Regions from separate parts of the Mus musculus genome. Here region 1 is linked to region 2. Evidence: chromatin contacts called from public ChIA-PET data. All regions are on one chromosome and are shown on one strand. Each heading gives the region's core, a stretch centred on a gene start, on an enhancer-like site or on the middle of the called end of the contact. The rest is flanking DNA. Distances are from core to core; before and after follow the strand shown.

What was found. ChIA-PET counts read pairs in DNA pulled down with a chosen protein or histone mark.
Region 1: an RNA polymerase II ChIA-PET map of effector CD8 T cells shows a contact between it and region 2, with 122 read pairs. The contact joins the enhancer-like site here to the promoter of Amd1 in region 2. A contact is called at or near these places in 9 of 39 promoter capture datasets (the 3T3-L1 cell line, 3T3-L1-derived adipocytes, the C10 cell line and 6 more), 1 of 15 datasets of contacts at CTCF or cohesin (the NIH/3T3 cell line), 1 of 484 Hi-C or Micro-C datasets (the HL-1 cell line), 8 of 115 datasets of contacts at active chromatin or transcription factors (the SCID.adh cell line, bone marrow-derived macrophages, effector CD8 T cells and 2 more) and 2 of 9 other capture datasets (adipose tissue and liver).

What each region holds. Positions count from the first base shown.
Region 1 is chr10:40,398,359-40,405,973 of GRCm38.p6, reverse strand. All of the region lies in intron 2 of Cdk19 (cyclin-dependent kinase 19), which reads right to left. Among named protein-coding and RNA genes, the nearest start is that of Gm32234, 52 kb to the left of the region's middle. Within about 2 kb of position 5,498, at least 20 of the 459 cell types and tissues checked have an H3K27ac peak or open chromatin away from gene starts, as enhancers often do. A contact at or near this core is called in effector CD8 T cells, where this site is marked.
Region 2 is chr10:40,296,736-40,303,487 of GRCm38.p6, reverse strand. It overlaps Amd1 (S-adenosylmethionine decarboxylase 1), which reads left to right and starts at 1,300. Exons shown (of 8, transcript NM_009665.5): 1 at 1,300-1,739. The coding sequence starts at 1,630.

The DNA.
Region 1 (7,615 bases), core at 4,249-6,748, 98 kb before region 2:
CAAGATGGAAAGCAAAGGCAGGAGATATTCAGTGGCATGCTATGGGCTCCAACATGCATGCACACACAGGTTTTTAAATCAATTATTAAACTTTCTTAAGATTTATTTTCTTATTTTATGTGTATGAGTGTTTTGGCTGCATATATGTAAGTAAACTAACTGCCCACGGAGGTCAGAAAAGGACATCAGCAGATCTCCTGGACTTGAGTTACACAGATTTGTGAGCTACTGTGTGGGTGCTGGGAACTGAACCCAGGTTCTCTGTACGAGCCGCCAGACTCTTAACCACCGACACATCTTAAGTCAAATTTTACGCACACAAGAAAAAAAAAGAAAAAAAAAAACAAAGAAGTAGTAAAAATAAAAAATAAAAAAAATTTTTTTACGCACAAAGGGGTTTGTATGTATTGTGTATGTTTCTTTGCTTCCTGCATACATACAGGCCAAGGGTTTGAAGAAATACTAGACACATATTCTATCACCCAGCTTTGGTGCCTGCCCTCTTTTCACTTTTTTGAGATTGGATCTCACTAAATAGCCCAGGCTGGCCCTGTAACCCCAGAGAGACTCTGAATTTCCTGTCTTCCAGCCTTGGTCTCCCAAATATCTGAAGCTACAGACCTGTGCCCCACATTTTGTGTCTTCTTTTTCTATTATGTCTTCTTTTTGCATCACATTGTCTTAGTTTCTGATGCTCTGATAAAGGCCATGAACGAAAGCAACTTGGGGGCGAAAGGATTTATTTCCCCTTACAGTTCTCAAGTCACACTCTACCACTGAGGGAGGACAGGGCAGGAACTCCAAGAAGGAACTGAAGCAGATGCCATTTAAAAAAAAAAAAAAAAAAAAGCTTACTGGATTGCTGGGCCTGCTTTCTTATACTACCCACTGATCCAGGGGTGCCATCCAACCCAGGAGATGGGCCCTCCCACATCAATCATTATCAAAGAAAATGCACTACACACTCACCTATAGGCAAATCTTATGGAGATAATTTATCAATCGAGGTTCCCTTTTCCCAAATGATCCTAGCTTTTGCCAACTGTCATAAAACTAACCAACACACATGTATTCTTTTTATACCATGTTCAAAACATTCTCTGTTGAGCTCAATGAATATACCAACTTTTTCACTATAACTAGTAACTGACCAGTCAGGTCCTTGACACAATCCTTCCATTTCTCCAGTGTCTCAGCTCCAAGTCTCAGGTGTCTAGTAATGGACACAGTCCACTGGAGAATAAGTCTCACAGCCTTACAATGTTACTAATAATGTTTAAATAAAGGGCAACAATCATTCAACAATTAACTCACTTTGTCCCAAGCTATGTTCTACATAGATTCCAAATTTCAAGAGTGACTATATCAGACAATCTCTTAACTAAGTCTATGAAAACAAGAAAACTACACCAAAAAAAAAAAAAAAAAACAAAAACAAAAACAAAAAACTATAGGACCCGGTGATGGTTTGTATATCCTTGGACCAGGGAGTGGCACCATCTGAAGGTGTGGTCTTGTTGGAATAGGTGTGACCAGGTTGGAATGGGTATGTCACTGTGGGTGTGGGTATAAGATCCTCACCCTAGTTGCCTGGAAGTCAGTCTTCCACTAGCAGCCTTTGGATGAAGACACAGAACTCTAAGCTCCTCCTGCGCCATGCCTGCCTGGATATTGCCATGCTCCCACCTTGATGATAATGGCCTGAACCTCTGAACCTGTAAGCCAGCCCCAATTAAATGTTTTTTTATAAGACTTGCCTTGGTCATGGTATCTGTTCACAGCAATAAAACCCTAACTAAGACAGAAGTTGGTACCAGAAGCGGGGTATTGCTGGGGTATTGATAGGCCTGACCATGCTTTTATTTGAAAGAATATGGATTTTTGGACTTTGGATTTGGAACTCAGTGGAATGCTTTAAATGGGGCTTAATGGGTCATCCTAGTAGGAATATGGAAGACTGTTGCTGGGAGTAATTTGAACGGTGTTGACCTGGCCCAAAAGATTTCAAAGGAAAAGAATTTCAAAATGTAGCATAAAGACTTTTTTTGTGGTATTTTGGTGAATGTGGCTACTTTTTGCCCTTGTCTGAACAGTCTGCCTGAGACGAAGGTGAAGAGACTCAGATTAATTGCATTGACAAAGGAAGTTTCAAAAAAGCCCAACAGAGACTTTGTTCTCTGGTTAAGTTTTATGAAGAGAAGTTTGAACAAGCATAGCAAACTTAGAAAAATATAAAATATATGGTTTGAGTATCAAAGGGGTACCAGGAAGTGAAATGGAGCAAAATCCTGTGTTTTAGGAGATAACAGATTAAGGGAGTGGGACCTTGGGGCAAGATCCTACCCAGCTAAATTTAGATCCAGGCATGGTGGTACACATCTTTAATCCCAAAAGACAGGCATGCTGATCTCTGCGTTCAAGGTCAATATCCACAGCAAGAACCAGGATAGCCAAGCTTAGGCAGTGAAGGATTTTGAAAACATAAAGCCAGTGATAATGTAATAGTGCAAGGGGATCATGTTCTAGTTCCTGTAAGCAGCAGAACTCGGCAGCTTCAGCCATGTAGCTCTGGCTCTAGAGTTAAGAATGAAAGGAACTACTGGAACAATTGATGTTGGTTAGCTGGAGCTACTGAGTTGAAATCTGGGAGTTGTTTTCTGGGAGCACAAAGAAGTTGTGTTCCAGAGATACCCAAGGTTGTACCTCATGCTGCGGTTGGACTTGGTAATAAAAAGAGTCACTCAGGTGGTACTTCTTGTGAAGGAATGAAGGGATCATGAAGAGAAACTGAGGCTTAGCACTGTGAGAGGTCAGGGAAGGCCATTGGAGAAGGTGAAGCCTCAGCTGTAGTTGATGGCCCAGGACTGAAGGGGTCATGCAAAGGATTTGAGGCTTGGCACCCTGAAGAGAGCCTATGAGAGGCTATTGGTGAAGCCTAGTTGGAGTGGAACACCCCAGTGTATTGGAGATGTCAGTACCATGGGATGACCACCAAGAACAGCAGCCATAGTGGAGTGGATCAACCTGAGCTTAGAGTGCTACAGAGGGCAGAGCTGGAAAAGTGATGCCAGCCCTTAAGAGGAGTCCAAAAGATCAAGTGGAATCCTAGACACTGAAACAAGAAGCTGTAACATTGAAATTGCCTTGGAGACTCAAAGATGTTAAAGATGCCAGAGTCATGGGATACATGCTGAGGAAAGCTGCTAACAGGGAGTGGAACCAGCCCAGGAGAAAGCAGTTTGTAGTAGTCAACAAAGATGAAAAAGGAGTGGAGATCTGAAGACTGCTTTGACATCAGCCATAGAGATGCAGAGTTTGGAGTTTGCCCAGCTGGTTTCCTGCCTTGCTTTGGGGATTACAGTTAATTAAATTGAATGAATCTCAGAAGAGACCTTGAACTTTGGACTTTTAACATTGTTTCGACTACTATAGACTATGAGGACTTTGAAAGTTGGACTAAACGCATTTTGCATTATGCTATGTTTAAGTATGGCCCCCATAGACTCATGTTTTTGAACAAGTCTATGGGGACCAGGGAGTGGAATGTGATGGTTTGTATATCCTTGGACCAGGGAGTGGTACCATCTGAAGGTGTGGCCTTGTTGGAATAGGCATGACCTGGTTGGAATGGGTGTGTCACTGTGGGTGTGGGTATAAGATCCTTACCCTAGTTGCCTGGAAGTCAGCCTTCCACTAGCAGCCTTTGGATGAAGACATAGAACTCTCAGCTCCTCCTGCACCATGCCTGCCTGGATACTGCCATGCTCCCACCTTGATGATAATGGACTGAACCTCTGAACCTGTAAGCCAGCCCCAATTAAATATTGGGTTTTTTTTATAAGACTTGCCTTGGTCATGGTATCTGTTCACAGCAGTAAAACCCTAACTAAGACAGACCCCAATGCCCTTCCAACACCAGGAACTTCAACTCCATACAGCCTACTCAGGAGTATTCATCTTTCTTTCAGAGAAAAAGTGAGTAATAATCCTTCAAAATAACTAAGCATAGCAACTGAGCAATCATTTATATAACAGATGGCCTACCTATGTCCTCTGTGGAAACACTAAACATAAGAGAACAGATGAGAGGGTCAGGACGCAAATAAAGTGCACAAAACAAGTCCTGCCAGTCTTTGTGGGATCATAAACTGCTATGGATATGGACAGATCTCTTGGGAAAACATATTTTAAAAATAAATTTAAAGAAAAAAGTGAGAACAAGTGCCTATGCAATGAGAGAAAAAAGCCAAAATTCAGAAATCAAATATAGGCTAAAACTATTAGCAGCATACAGATAAGCTTTCACAGACATTTAAATTCAGTAAGAACCTGGGGGGTAAAATGAGGTTTTTTTTTTTCAGTCAGCTACAGAGTGGTGACAGTCACAAATTAATATTATATATTATGTAAACTGTTTTATCATAACACTAACAGTGACTCAAAAATACACATATAAACTTGTATATAATTAATAATTTAATATTTTTAAAGGCTCTAAATGCAGAACTGTATCACTGCTAGATAAACAAACTGTTTTACTCGGTGATACAATATAATTTACAATTTACTAGTGCTATAAACAGTTCCAGTATTTTATTCCATTGAAAACACTTACTATTATTACTGATGTCATATGTTTTTAAAAATCCCTACTGTGAGTTTAATATTTTTCTGATTATTTATGATAGATTTTTCTTATTGAATCTTATTGCTTCTACTTTTATTTCTTTTTTAATTGAAAAGATTTTTTTTCATAAATATATTCTGATTATGGTTTCCCCCTCCCGACTCCTACAAGATCCTCCCCACAAAGAAAAAGTATAAGAAATAGATATAGGTGCAGAGGTATACACATTGGTACAGAAAAATCCCCTAGAAAAGATAAAATCTGAAACAATAATATATAAACAAAATGCCTGCAGAGTAAGGAAAAACTGCCCAAACAGACGCGGGCATAGGGGCGGGGAAGACAACTTATAAAATACCACTGAGTTCAGTTTATGTGCATGGCCTTAAGAGAATGTACACCCAGTGAAGACTGCATTGAAGAAACTGTTTTTCACTTGTGAGCGAGCAGTTTTCATCTGGAGATAACTTCTGGATTGGGGATGGGGGTGGGTCCACTTCCTCTCCCAGCACTGGGATCCCATCAGACCCAGACCTGTGCAAGCCCGGTGCATGCTGCCAGTCTCTGTGAGTTCATGAGTGCTTCAGTCGTTCTGTGTTTAGAAGCCCTTGTTTCTTTGGTGGTCTCCATCCCCTCTGGCTCTTACACTCTTTCTGCCTGCTCTGAAGGATCCCCTGAGCCATGAGGGGAGGGGATGATGAAGACATCCCATTTAGTAGAGTGTTCCAAGGTCTCCCACTCTGCACACTGTTCACTTATGGTCTCTGTTTCCCATTTACTGAAGGAAGAAGTGTCTCTGACGATGGCTGGGCAAGGCCCTGATGCATGAATGTAGCAGGATGTGGTCCTGCTCACCCTTGAGAACATGCACTGTGGTTGCTATGGGAGAAATAATAAAAACTCAGCAAGGGAAACCCAAGTATCAGCGGTTTGCCAGCACCATGTCCGCCCCTCAGTCAGACCAGGACTGCACTGGGAATGTTTGGTAGCCCTGGCCTTCCTTACTGGAATCACAGATTTGGGATAAAGAGAGGCACTTTCATGTGTACCGACATGTTAGTTCCATCCCAGGAAAGCACCTCTTACTGCAAGTTCAAGTGTAATAAAACCAATGGACCTTTCACATCAGAGGACTTTACTTTGAAAAATCTGTACTATCCTTTTCTTAAATCATTTGCACAGTTATGTTCTATGCAAAACAGTCATTGGGAATATAGCAATTTTAAAATGGTAGTAGAGACTTAAGATACCAACTTAGAGTTCATCTGGTGGTGTGGAAAAGGAAGGAAATTTTCACTATATATTTTTAAATGTTTATCTTAGCCATTACAAACTTAACCTGTCCAAACGCTGAAAACCTATTTTTAGCATGCTACTTTTTGTTCACACTGAGACTACAGCACATTAGGATGTGCATATGTCAAAAGAAACTGATAGAGCAACTCTTTTAAAGTCATCTCAAGTTAATTGTGCTTATTATTTTAGACAACAAAATTCAAAGAAGTCATCAAAGTAAATAATGCTGGAAAAGGGTCTAACATTCCAAATGAATCTGACCAGCCCTCTCTGTGCCCCCTTCTCAATGTACTGAGAACAAAAGACACTTTAAGACTCCCAGGAATATAATAAAATAGGCAGTGCTCGGCATAACAAAGACATAAAACACAAAAATTGACAAAGACAAACAAGAATGCCATAAAAGTATTAAAATATATTTAATTTGATAACATGATAAGATCATTACATGTAAAAACCTCAACTTTGAAGAATCCTGGGACTGGGTGTATAGTTCAGTGATTGGCCACATGCCTATCTTGCATTGCAGGGAACCCAAGTTCAACGTCCAACACAAACAAAACAGATACAGTATGGGGTGGGAATGGGGATAACTTTTTAAAGCTCAACAAGAAAACACTCAAATGAACCCATGTTGGAAACATCTCAAGACTGAAACCACAAGGAAATATAGGCTTATGTCTCTGGTTTGTTTTTTAATATATAAGACATATAAAATGGCTTGGCAAACTTACCAGAAAGTAGATCATCCACCCCCTCAAAAAATTATGTATCACTATAATCTACAAGGTGTAGAATTTCTAATCAATTAAAACATTCTTCTAAGAAAAACAACAGAGTCAAACTTCTAGATGACCAGACCTGATCAGTATGCCAAGAGACTTATAAAACTGAAATTTATGCTGCATGCTTTCCAAGTGCAATCTAAATCCTGTTGGTATCTGCTAAAACTCTGTCTCATCCTGACTGTGAATTGCTCTAACTGCAATTTATGCGAGCACCTTTTATCACCAGAACACAAACAGAAACAGTGAGTGAGACTGTGTCTTTATGACAACGCACTGCTGCTGGAGAAAATTCCTTTCTCGTAATCATGCTAAGTTTTCTGCTAGCATGTGTATTTTTGTGTCAACACTCTAACTGTGGGCTTTCTTTGTTTAGACCACCTTGTCCACTGGTCTAAACACTTAACACAGCCACTGACTGGAGCCATGTCCCCTACTCTACCCTGAGTTTTCTAATCCTCTCCTCTTCTTATAGTCAAGGAACTAGCTCCATAGTCACACTGCTTAGGTAGGACGGCTTCGATTTCTTCTTGGTTGCCACATACCCCTGGCACTTTGTCTAATTGTTCCCAGTCTCTATTCTAGTTTTTATAAACCCCAAGCACCCAAAAGACCTGAAGAGCCTGCCTGCCACTATCAGTAAACATGAAAACACGAGATGTGGCCTAAAGTTGTAAGACTTTAATTCAGTGCCAACATTTTGGAGACTAAAGCAGAAGGATGGAAAATTTGAGCCTCTCTCAGCTATACAGTGAGACCTTGTTCCAAAAACACAAGTCCAAGGCTTTAACCCCCAACCCACTTCCTCCTGGAGCTGAAGCTGAGCGGCAGCACACGCTGATCATGTGTGAGGGAAGAACTGGGCTCATCAAGCCGAAATCAACAAGCAAGGCCTTATAGCTAAGCT
Region 2 (6,752 bases), core at 51-2,550:
TTTTTAATTTTATGAGCTTGGTGACTTTCCCCCAGTGTTTCCAAGTAACTAATAACTTTGTTAACATCTTTTGCTTCTTAAGATTAAAAAAAAAAAAAGAAAGAAAGAAAGTGGCCTTGTCCCAGCTCCCTCCCCCAGGCTGGTGTGAGTGTGCAAGTATGTGTGCAGAGCTTGTGTTTCATACTGCAAATATAAATAAAGGAAGATAGCAGAAGAAAAAAAAAACAAAACAAAATCCTACTTGGATTTGACCCCTAATTTATACTTTAGATTATCATTAGTGAAAACTCTTTGCTACCCATTTACATTATTATTATATACTCGCGAAGATCCTTTTTAGGCATTTAGGCAATTTTAGGCAAATTTGTAAATTTGCGTGGTACTGGTGGTTGTGAGGAATACTTTCAATTAGTTCACCCCTTTAAGAATAGCCTAAGAAAAATATCAAATAACCTCGTATTATACTTAATAAAGCTAGTTCCTAGGAAGTTTTGCAAACTAAATATCCACCAGTTGACCTAATGGAGTACGGGTTGATAGGTGTCTGCTGGAAGGCGGCCAACTCCTAAGCTAGGCTAGGCACACGGTGGGGGGTAGATAGCGCCGGAGCCCTCCAAGGCTGGGCGCCACGTTGCTTTTCTCTTTTCTCTTTTGAAATAGGAAGACGACGCTTCTGGCTATTGTGTAAACCCGTGGAGAACTGCCTTCATTCCCACATCAGATAAAGCACAAGCAGAATTAAAGCGCATTCCAATCCGACCCCGGGCCACACGTACGTCACTGACAATTTTATTGCCTAGGCTGCGTTCGTCTCGTGGAAACACGTGAAAAAATGGTTTAAAAAAATTTTTTTTAAAAAGCCAAAAACCACCTCGGCTTGAAACGAGAAACCGCACAGGATCAAAGCACTACGCCAACCCAGCAGTGGCCACCGCCCCCGCCGAGCCCCGCGACACCCCTCCAGACTCCCTCCTGTTTTCTGCTAACCAGCTGTGTGCAGCGTGGGACAGCCTCGCCTGTCTCCCGCTCTCCCCACCAGCTCCACAAGTAATCCCAGATTCCCAAGTCCCCAGCCGGACAACAGAGCGGTCTCCCGCTCAAGGGACAGCGGCAGCTCCATCTGCAACCAAGCTGGTAGTCCCCTGCACTCCCCGTGGGCCCACCGCCAGCCAGCCGGCGTTCGGCGACGTTTGACTGACACGAAGCGGTCCCTATGAGGCCCTGAGGGCGGGGCGATGGCGTCACTTCCTGGCCTGTCGGGGAGGATGCTTATATAAGGTCTGCGCTCACGCAGAACCCTCGCTTACACAGTATGGCCGGCGACATTAGCTAGCGCTCGCTCAACTCTCCTAACGGGAAAGCAGCGGACTACAAGAGACTGAACTGTATCTGCCTCTATTTCCAACAGACTCACGTTCAACTTTCGCTCACGAAAATAGCCGGGAAAATTTTATTAGTCCTTTTTTTAAAAAAAAGTTAATATAAAATTATAGCAAAAAAAAAAAAAAAAGGAACCTGAACTTTAGTAACACAGCTGGAACAATCCGCAGCGGCGGCAGGAGCGGCGGGAGAAGAGATTTAATTTAGTTGATTTTCTGTGGTTGTTGGTTGTTCGCTAGTCTCACGGTGATGGAAGCTGCACATTTTTTCGAAGGGACGGAGAAACTGCTGGAGGTCTGGTTTTCCAGACAGCAGTCCGACGCAAGCCAGGGATCTGGGGATCTTCGTACCATCCCAAGGTGGGTGCCTGGGCCTGAGGGCGGCTCGCCGCCGACTGCGAGGCACGAGTCGCGGCCTCAGGTGGGGCCAGGTCGGCGGGCGGGAACTGGCTTCTCCCGCCGCCGTTGCGGGGCCGCCTGCGCCGCCTGGGGGAGGGGAGGAGGCCGGCGCGGCCGCGTGCTCAGGTAACGTCCCCGGCGGACGGCGGGGCTGGGCTGACGGGCTCCGGCGGGGGGCACGCGGCCCTCCGGCAGGTGTGGCTGGGTGAGGGGCGGGCGGAGCACGAGCTGGGTGGGCCTGGGCCGCGGGGCGACCAGCAGGCCTCCCGCCGCGGGGTAGGCGGCCGCGCGTGGCGCTCGCTCGGGCGGCGGGATTGGGCGGGAGCGGCCGTGTCGCAGTGCCGGGCCCCGCCGACGCCCGGACGTGCCCTGCAGCAGAGCGGGGCGCCTCGGGACCCTCCGCGGGCTTTGCCCGGGAGGCTCCTGACCTTGGGCTGTGTAACCTGTTACGGAGGCGAAGTCCGGGAGAGCGCAGCGGGGTGCTGGAGGGTTTGCCTGCTTCCCGGGGTACAAGCCTGTCAGCCCGAAGATCTATTTTACTTAATGCCTTAAGCTGGAGCAAAGGAGACCTGCGGGCCCCCTGCTCACACCCGACACGGGAGGTGGTGCGGAGAGTTGCTAGTGACCTCGCTGGGAGAGTCGAGCATTGAAGCGCGGATGACACTGAGGATGCATGGACCCGGCGGCGGTGACACCAGCCTCCCGCTTTGGTGGCCGGTACCCGGGCTCCGCCGTGCTCCGAAGCGCACTAATGGGACTAGAGTGGCGGAGGAACCGGCGTGGTCCGGTTCATTGAGAGGCGGACCAATGAGCTCCTGGGCCCCTCCGGAGCCTGGCCCCAGGGTGTGGACCAATGGGCGTTTTAGGAATGTTGGCTGCGCGGTGCAACCGTCCTCTGACAAAAAGCGAGAAGAGAATCCCAGCGGCCACGTGCTGCCGAGACTTTAAGGCACACTGGGAAACGCAGTTCCTACTAGTTGCTGCAGACGTTTCCATTGTAGGGAAAAAAATGTACCCGAAGTGCTAAGGTCTCAGTTTTCGATCCTCATGTGAAGTGTGTGCCATTTTCAGTTACAAACCCTTGACGTTTTCTCATAGTAAGCATAGAGAAGCTTACCTCTTTTACAGATATGGAAAGCTGATTGTGATAGGCGTCTCGGAAAGCTGGTGCTTCCAGGATTATTTCCTAGAAAATCTTGGTACGACCTGAAAGAGGGGTACGCAAGGAAATTACAAAAAACATTTCTTGTTGATAAAGAGAAGATTTTCGTTCTCAACTTAGTTGGAAGTACCAGAGTGGGATTCTAAAAATAGATCAGAGGTTAAGGGTCCTAGATACTAGATAGTTAGTTGTCCAGGGGACCCGGATTTAATTCTCAGCACCCACATTGCAGCTCACAACCATCTAACTCCGATTCCGGGGGATCTGACGCCCACTTCTGACTCCTGAGGACCCTGCACATCTGTGGGGCACGTATAGGCAAAATAGCCATAGGCTAAAATAATAATATATATTAATGCTAAAATATATTGATTAAAGTGGCTCCTGAGTAGAGGAAAGATGGGCCTTTTTAAAAAGGTAGGCTATTTTTTTTCTACACAGGACTTTTCTGTGTAGCCATGGCTGACCTGATCCACTTGCCTCTGCTTTGCCACCGACCTGTGCTTTTATTAAATGTTTAAAAACCTTTACTTTGTGTAACCAGAAACTGATTTGTGTGTGTGTGTGTGACTGTTATATATCAAGTAGAGCTGAAATCTGTTCGAAAGAACTGAAAAAAATTCAGTGCTTTTTCAGTGGCCATCCAGCTGAGGGTGCACTGGTTGTTATGAACTTTAAATAAGTGTCTGAGAGACAGCAGGTGGATAAATCACGAGTCAGTGCTAACAGGGAGGTTTGTAGGGGACCTGCATCTTTCCTGAAATGGAAAGAATAACCATGGGCTAATAAGATGAAATAAACTGATATTTATAGTATTAACAGCAGTCAAGGCTGGGGAAAATAACAGTAATATAAAAACACTAGGTATTAAAGCTGTCAGGAAGCAATTCTAATGCTGGGCAGTGGTGGTGCACACCTTTAATCCCAGCACTCGGGAGGCAGAGGCAGGCCGATTCCTAAGTTCGAGGCCATCCCGGTCTACAGGAGTGAGTTCCAGGACAGCCAGGGCTATACAGAGAAACCCTGTCTAAAGACAGATGGGCAGTTAAAGAAACTATGTTTGAAGCCTATTCAACATAAGCCTACAGAAGAGAGTCAAAGGGTAACTTTAGAAATAGCCATTGCCCGGGGCCTAGCAAACACATAAGTGGATGCTCACAGTCAGCTATTGGATGGATCACAGGGCCCCCAATGGATGAGCTAGAGAAAATACCCAAGGAGCTAAAGGGATCTGCAACCCTATAAGTGGAACAACATTATGAACTAACCAGTACCCCGGAGCTCTTGACTCTAGCTGTATATGTATCAAAAGATGGCCTAGTCGGCCATCACTGGAAAGAGCGGCCCATTGGACTTGCAAACTTTATATGCCCCAGTACAGGGGAACACCACCAGGGCCAAAAAGTGGGAATGGGGGGGGGGTATGGGGGACTTTTGGGATAACATGGGAAATGTAAATGAGGAAAATACCTAATAAAAAAAAAAGGAAAAAAAAAAAGAAATAGCCATTGCTTTCCACATCTTCACAAGGTTACCAGGCCTGGTAGTTTTAAGATCTAATTGATTATATCGACTTGAGAATTTTAATGGCAGTTTTGTGTTAGTCCCCAAACTGCAAATCTACTAATGGGGAGGGAGGTCGTTAGGAATTGATGGCACACTTAATCCTGGCACTGGGAGGGGTGGGGGTGAGGGGGCAGGGGCCATGCTTGTGTACAAGTGAGTTTCAAGCCACTCAGGTGCTACATAGTGAGATCTTGAACCCAGAAATGGAAAAACAAATGGATAGTTGTATAACCATATAACAGAATGCTGCCCAGCAGTAAGTGAAGCCTTGTTCTGTGCCCCACACGAGCACTAATGTAAGCAGATATGCTGAGAAAAGAGGCCTGAGGAGCATGCATGCTGTAAGATTTCATTTCTGTAAACCTAGGAAATGCAGACTGACAAGACTGGTCAGTTGTGGATTAGAGGCCTTATAAAGGGAGGAATGGATTATAAGGGAGCATGAAGGACCTTTTAAGAATGCGTTTCTGGCTGTGTTATGACACAAGCTCTTAATCCCCGAATTCGTGAGGCAGAGGCAGGAAGATTGAAGTTAGCCTTGTCTACATAGTAAGCAAGTCCAGGCTGGTCAGGGCCTGTAAGCACTAGAGCACAGCAACAGATTCACACAGGGTTGTTGCTGATTTGTAAGGTCAGCCTGGTTTGTTTATATAAATGGAGCTCCAGGACCCTTAAGGTCATGGGGATCCCTTTGCTTCTGCACCCTGAGTGCTAGGACCATGTGCCACCAGGCCTGAATCTGGAATTTCTCTTAACTGCTGATCCATCTTGGCTAATGCAGCTTAGTTTTTTTAAAGCTACTTGATTGGAGAAGAGTATGGCGTGGGTAACGTAGCTGGATGAAGGGGAGAATGAAGGCTTTAGAATCCACTTAACCTCACAGAATAAATACATTTGAAGTTGACAGATTAAAGAAGCAGAGTTCTTAGGGTTCAATTTGGTAGGAAATAGTGGGTAGCTTACTAGCTAGGTAGACTTGGGCAGGCACCTTTAATCTCAGCACCGGGGAGCCAGACACAAGTGGATATCCAGGTTGGGCCAGCTGGTCTACAGACCAACTTAGGGCTACACAGACAAATCTTAGTAATAAGGTGAAGTTAGGTGGGAAATTCCGGTGCCAATAAAGAAGATAAATGCAGTACTTGAAAAATATAGACTTTTAAAACTGATGGTAGAAATAACATTTAGAATTGGTGGGACAATTCTCAGGCTGCTTTAGGAATGTTATAAGCAAAATAAAGATTTGAGTAAAGGATTGTCGTCGTTAAAGGTCATGCATGAGCCATGACTTTTTCCTGAACTCTTTTTTTGGGCAGAGGATGTTTGTTTGTTTTTTGAGACAGGGTTTCTCTGTGTAGCCCTGGCTGTCCTGGAACTCACTCTGTAGACCAGGCTGGCCTTGAACTCAGAAATCCGCCTGCCTCTGCCTCCTGAGTGCTGGGATTAAAGGCGTGCGCCACCATGCAGTATTGGAGTTCTTATTGGTTTTACAGAAAGAATTTACAGTGCGTTGCCAGAAGACCTTTCAGTGTGAGCTTCTGGCAGCAGCTATGGTTGTGCTGCTGTGCAAGTGTGTCCTCCTGTGGGGCAGAGGGCAGCCATCGGGGCTTGGCTCTTTCCCTTTCCTCTTTGTTCTGAGGGTCAAAATCAGGTGCTATGATTACCACTGAGTCATCTTGTTGACCCCAAATTCTCTCTCTTTAAGAAGCATACACTGAGCATACTAGCAGCAATAGAGAACATAGTGCAGATAAATTGGGGACAAGTTTGGTTTAGCCGTTTGTGTGCATGCATGTGGATGCCTTTGGGGGCCAGAAGAGCATTGGGTGTCCTGTAAGCAGCCACAATACTGTCTGTTCAGTTACTACCTTGGGTTAGGGTTAGGTGATCTGAGTGTAATATGACTCTCAGAAACAGACCTTGGTCAGGTTTTGTGCTTACTAATTTGGTAGCTTCAGTTGAATTTTAAGCAGTAACTAGGTAAACTGAACTTTGGAACCAGCCACTTTAGGAGTGATATGTAATGTAACCACTTAAATTTATAGATTAAAATCTGGGGACAACCTGCTCAAAGTCTGAATAGCTCAGCTGGATCTAGCAATGTGTGTGCCAGCATTTATCAACTTTTCGGGTGGCTGAAATGTAACTCTCCTCCTGTCTCTGAGTTCATTGTTTGCCTACTAGTACTGTTCTGATTTCTTGTGTGGGCTTTGAATAAATGCCTGTAGCTTACTTATGCTATATAA